Regions from separate parts of the Sus scrofa genome. Here region 1 is linked to region 2. A link is a contact called in public Hi-C data. All regions are on one chromosome and are shown on one strand. The core of a region is the stretch at or near the end of the contact, and the rest is flanking DNA. Distances in the headings are between cores, read along the strand shown. Region 1 overlaps OSBPL3 (oxysterol-binding protein-related protein 3). Region 2 holds the start of OSBPL3 (oxysterol-binding protein-related protein 3).

Region 1 (2,755 bases), core at 26-2,525, 110 kb after region 2:
TGTGCAGGTGCAGAAGCTCAGGTCTCACCCCAAACCTACGAACCTGACCTCCGCGTTTTGATGCGATCTTCAGTGGTTGGTGCACACGTTACAAGTGAGAAGCAGTGCGTTAGATCACATGCCCCTCCACCTTGTTCTTTTGATTTCTCTTGCCGTCAGGCCTGTTGGTCTCCAAAAAACCTTAGGTGAGGAAGAGACAATTGACAAGGAGCAGCAACTCCCCAAGTGTCAGGATAAGACTTGGGGGGCTAAGTCCCAAATTGGTCTGACACCAGGCAAAGCTGTCATCATGTTAACTGGAGACCTAGTCACAAGTATTTCCATGTGTTCATAGAAGGGTCATAAAAGATACCATTGGAGCTCCTGCTGTGCAGCAGGATCGGTGGCCTCTTGGGAGCCTCTGAGATGCAGGTTCCATCCCCGCCCCCGCCCCGCCCAGCGCAGTGGGTTAGGGATCCTGTGTTGCCACAGCTGTGGCTTAAGTTGCAACTGTGGCTCCGATCTGATCCTTGGCCCCAGAGCTCCCTAAGCTGAGGGGCAGCCAAAAATGACCCCCCCCCAAAAAAAGGTAATATTGATGATCCTGGGGCTTTAGAAGGTTACAGTTGCCTTTAAAATCATTAAAGACAAATTATGTTCCACATGATTTAATGCTGGGTATTGCCTGGTGATTTTTAAAAACCTGGTAAACAGACTAAATAAATAATCAATACCACCAACTCTCCGGTCACGCCAGATAGAGGCGACCACAGAACTTCCTCCCACAACCCTCTTCCGCTGCAGGAGGAATGAAGGTTTCAAGCGCTTTCTATTTCTGACATCTCTGCAAGGGCTGCGACTGAGAATCCAGCCTTTGAAAGGTGCAGAAGAGATGGACGCTGTGCAAACAGCTGTGCTGGAGGGAGAGATGCTTTCAATTCGTGCACTCAGCAGTATGGAAATGAACTTGGCCAGCTCATGAGCATGAATAAATGCTTAGCTGCCTCTCCGACCACAAAGCAGCTTTCTATATTTAGCCCTTTTAGACGTTCAGTAAAACAGACTGAATTTAATGCCAGATGACAGGACCAGTCTATCTTCAGTTACACCCAAAAGAGCTTAAGAAGCTGTTTCCCCTAGACCCTGTCATGTTTTTCTTTCCATCTGATATTCACGGGGAGCCTTAAGCCCGACACCCCCAGGGCAGGACATCAGCCCAGCTATGCTGGGCTAAGTCTGCAGGGCCCTGATCTCCCCTGGGGCCCAAGTCCTCCCTGTCCTGTGTATCTCAGGGCTCACAGCTCAAGGTGCACGTGCTCCTCCTGGGTCACAGGGTGTGTGAGACCCAGCAGAAGCCACTCCCTGACACCCGGTGCTTTTGCCAAGAGTAACCCGAGTACCAGTTCACTCCAATCCGGCACAGGGTATTAAAGTCCCTGGAGTTCCCGGCATGGCCCGGCGGTGATGAACCCGGCTAGGATCTATGAGGATGTGGGTTGGATCCCTGGCCTCGCTCAGTGGGTTAAGGATCTGGTGTGGCCGTGAGCTGTGGTGTAGTTTGCAGATACGGCTCAGATCCCACGTTGCTGTGGCTGTGGCGTAGACCGGCAGCTGTAGCTCGGATTCGACCCCTATCCTGGAACCTTCCATATTCCGCACATATGCCCTAAAAAGTAATAAAGTCCCTGACCCCCAGGGTTCTGTGGGGCCCTTTTTATACCCCCTTGCTCCACAGACTCCTTTGTTCAGCAAATATGGATCCCTGTGTCACAGGTGGTGAGATGAGAAGAAAGAAGCCCCGGCTCCTGTCCTCAGGGTACCCGCATTCAAGCTGGGGACACAGACCATGCCACTGAGGTCTGTGTGCGTGCTGAGGAGGGAGAGAGGTTCTGCCCCAGGAGGAGGTGTGGGGCTGAGTGAGAACTTCTCAGGAGCCGAGACTATGGAGGCAGGACAGGAGGTCTGTCTGCTCAGGATCCCGGCCTTGCGTGTCTATCCATAGCGCAGGGCTTCTTAACTCCTCCAGGTCGCCTCAGATCTTGGATTTAGCCACCCCTGTCCCCCTGCCCGGCGGCTTTTACTCCTTGTTCATCATCAGAATGTGCATATTGTAGTTACAGTAGGGTATACAGTGTCCTGTGATGTATAGCAGGATAATTGAAAAGACAGATTTCAGGAGCTCCCACTGTGGCACAGCTGCTGGGATACAGGTTTGATTCCCCGCGGGGCACAGTGGGTTAGGGATCTGGAGTTGCCGCACCTGCGGCTTCAGTCGAGACGGTGGCTCCGATCTGATCCCTGGTCGAGGAGCTCCATGTGCCGAGGGACAGCCAAAAATGACCACAAAGGAAAAAAAAAGGATTTCACAGTCAGGTGACTTTCTAGCTTTAGGAAGGTACCTAATTCTCTCTTCCTCGGTTTCCACATTGAAGAAGTAAAGATACTGGTTTCCAAGGAAGGTTAAGAGAGAGAGGACCAAGGTCAAGGAGAAGCATTTTGAGGGAAGTGAAACTATTTTGTGTTAGTGTAACGGTGTATTTAGGACTCTATGCATTTGGTGAGACTTAGAGAACAGTGTACCCAAGAGTGACCTCTAGTGTAAACTGTGGACTTCGCTTAATAATCATCGATCAATACTGGTTCATTAATTTGAACGAATTGTCCCACACCAATGCAGGATATTAATAACAGAAAACTGGAAAGAGAGGAAGTATACGGAACTTCTTATAATTTCAGCTTTTCTGTAAACATAAAATTGCTAGAAAAAGTCTATTAA
Region 2 (2,876 bases), core at 39-2,538:
TAGGGGGTGGGTAGCGCTGGGATTTCACCTTCTGGAGTCCCTACTCTGTGCCAGGCACCGCGCCTAGCGAGCCACACTCATTGTGCAAGGGAGGTTAGATGGCTCTTCAGGGGAGGCTACATACCTTGCTTTTGCCATTCCCCCTGCCTGGAACGCTCTTTCCGAGACGGGTGTGGCAGATCTTTTCCCTGGTTCAGAAATCTGTGTAAAAGCCACACCCGCTGAAAGGCCCTCGGGGTATTGCACAGCTCTCTGTCACATCTGTCACCACTTTTGAAAGCTCTGTTTAGCAATTACCTCAATGCTCACAGATCTTCGGCCTTTCTCGATTGTTTATATTTGCAGGTGTTCTTCTTTGTTCACGGTCTGTCTCCCTACTAAAGCGAAAGCAGGAGAGCAGAAGCCTGTGGTGCCATTATGCACAGCTTCGAGCTCACAGCTGTTCCGGGAGCACACAGTAGGCGCTCAGTAAATGTTAATTCCCTTTCCATCCCGCCCCCTGCGGCATCCGACACACTGAGCCCAAACTGAGCCCAGGTGATCAACTGCTTTCGTTCCCGCTAGGATCAAAGGGGGCAGAGGAAGGAGCGGGCAGTCAAGTCAGGTGGGCTTTCTCGTCTACCAAGGAACTCCTGCATTTTAATTCTAACTGTGATGCTTTCTCTCTCTTCTAACTGGCGACTGAACTGCATAGAATAACCAACCACATTCCCCTCGGGGCTTCTCCTGGGACCCTGCACCATCTGCACCACTGCCTCTGGATGCTGGAGTCACAGTCTCCCGCCCGGGTCCCAAGCGGATTCTGCTCTCCGTCATCCCATGTTTTTTCCATTCTCCATCCCTTTGCCTCGGTCCGAGTTCCTCAGGAGGTGGCGTCCTCTTTGCCTGTTTGACCAACGTGTCCCCAGAAACCTTGTCCTTAAACCAGCCCCTCCCGTGCCGTCCTCGCTTCTTCCTCCCTCCCTGGCCCGGAAACGCCGCTCCACAAACATTTATTGAGCACCAAGGGAGCGCACTGGGCAGGCGGAAACCCCTTCCCCCAGCCCAGCAGCAGCTCTCACCTCCCTCCCGACCTCGCACCTGTGGGGAACTCGGGTTCCCAACTCCTCTGACTGCATCGCGGAATCAGTCCGCTTCTTCCCGTGCATCTCCCCACCTCCTTTCCCGGGGACGACTCCTGATTGGTGAGAGTTTGGGTCACTCTGCCACCCCTCCCACCCTCCCCGTGTTGCCCCGCCCCGGGGCGGGGGCAGGCTCCTCCTCCTCCTCGCCCGCGCTCCTCCTTCCCCCACCTCCCGCTAATTGCCTAGCTGCGCGCGCGGAGAAGTTCTGGGCAAAGTACTGGGAACCCGAGCTGCGATCGCAGCGTCTGCGATTCGAGCGGGACAGGGGGTGGCGGGCGCCAGGCTGCCCGTGCGTGGCGCGGCCGGGCGGCTGGCGGCGAGTCGCGGTCCGCGCCCCTGTCTCCTGAGGCTGTTGCTGTAGCTGCGCGTTGCGGGGGGACCGGAGAAGCCAGGTTTGCCTCCTGCGTGTGTGGGCGAACCCTGGAGTCGGGCACCGGGGAACTAGGCGGCGTCCCCGGGGGCAGAGCGCGCAGGTAAGCACCTGGACGCCCGACCGAATGGTGTCGGGGTGTAGTGGGGGCCGGGCGCTGGTGCGGGCTCGGAAGGACTGTGGTTTGGGGGGCGCCGCGTCTCGGCAGGACTGGAGTCGGCCTCCTGTCGCCCCAGGGAAGAGTCGGTTAGTGGGGGCAGTCCCGAGTTGGGGAGATCGCCCGCGGTGCCGGCCTCCCGGGGATTAGGGCCCCGAAGGCTGCCCACCCTGGAGTGCCGTCCTTAGGAGGGGCGGTGTGACCAGGATTGGTGGCAAGAAGGCACGGAGGCCAGGTCCCGGCGCCGGAGGATGCGGGGCGGAGAGACTGTTCTGGGCAGCCGGGAGGCGCGGCGCCCGGGGCGGGAGGCACAGGAAACCAGCTGAATTGGGCCGAGCGCTAGTAGGCTTCACCACATCCGCGGGATGGGGCTCTCCGGGGGGACCCGGGCGGCGCTGTCCTTTTAGGCTCGGGGCTTGCTCTCCTGCCCGCGCCCGGCCTGCTGCGCTCCCCGGTGCCCCGGTTGGGGGCTGAGAGCACGTTCCTCCTTCCCAGCACTCTGGGAAGCTCTTGCAGCTTCTGGAGTCCCAGATGGGCATTGTTGTAGATCGTCCGGGTATTTCTGAAGCCAGGGCGCGCGCCTCCCTCTTTTGGTAATGCAACTTGCCAGCCACCTTCTGGACACCTGCATTCCCTCTCTCCGTCTCACAAACTACCAGCCTCCCCCTAGTCAGGACTCTGACCTGATGGAGCTGGGAAGTTGTCGCTTGCGATTTGTCTGGGGACTGTGTCGAGGTGTATCTGCAGCCACCCCCCCCTCCTCCCCGCCCTGTGTTGCACTGATCCTCCGAGTTTGAGTACTGGGATGAGGGCATTTAGAAAGATTTTAAGCTGCAGCCTAGCCTACAAAAGAGAATCATTCACAGATGCATAAAGGTGTCGGTCTAACTTCTGATCTAGCTATACCCTCAAGCATCATACAAGATGAGGTCCCCCTTCTGGCCCAAGGAGGCCACTTCGGCAGGCATGCGCCGAAATGCCCCGAGGCCTAATGACCATCCGCTCCACCAACCTGTTGGCTCACCACCCTGTCTGGTGTTCCCCATACTACTCATTTCTCTCAAATTAGCTCCTGGGCTTTTTACTGTCTGCTTTCCGCCGCTAGAGTAGAAGTTCCAGAAAGCAGAGACCATTCTATCTCGTCCACCACTCCATCCTCAAGGTCAAAGAACAGTGCCTGGCACACAGTAGGTACCAAAGAACGATGTGTAGAATGAATGATGAA

The links. A called contact is a pair of places that touch in the nucleus more often than the background predicts.
Region 1: a contact with region 2 is called in a Hi-C map of alveolar macrophages, with 2.0 times the contacts expected there. The contact joins the enhancer-like site here to the promoter of OSBPL3 in region 2. A contact is called at or near these places in 2 of 5 promoter capture datasets (both in liver), 10 of 47 Hi-C or Micro-C datasets (alveolar macrophages, embryonic fibroblasts, fetal heart ventricle and 4 more) and 1 of 2 datasets of contacts at active chromatin or transcription factors (alveolar macrophages).

What each region holds. Positions count from the first base shown.
Region 1 is chr18:47,405,671-47,408,425 of Sscrofa11.1, forward strand. The region is part of intron 2 of OSBPL3 (oxysterol-binding protein-related protein 3); the gene reads left to right. Among named protein-coding and RNA genes, the nearest start is that of OSBPL3, 110 kb to the left of the region's middle. Within about 2 kb of position 1,276, at least 22 of the 83 cell types and tissues checked have an H3K27ac peak or open chromatin away from gene starts, as enhancers often do. A contact at or near this core is called in alveolar macrophages, where this site is marked.
Region 2 is chr18:47,297,015-47,299,890 of Sscrofa11.1, forward strand. It overlaps OSBPL3 (oxysterol-binding protein-related protein 3), which reads left to right and starts at 1,289. Exons shown (of 23, transcript XM_021079019.1): 1 at 1,289-1,597.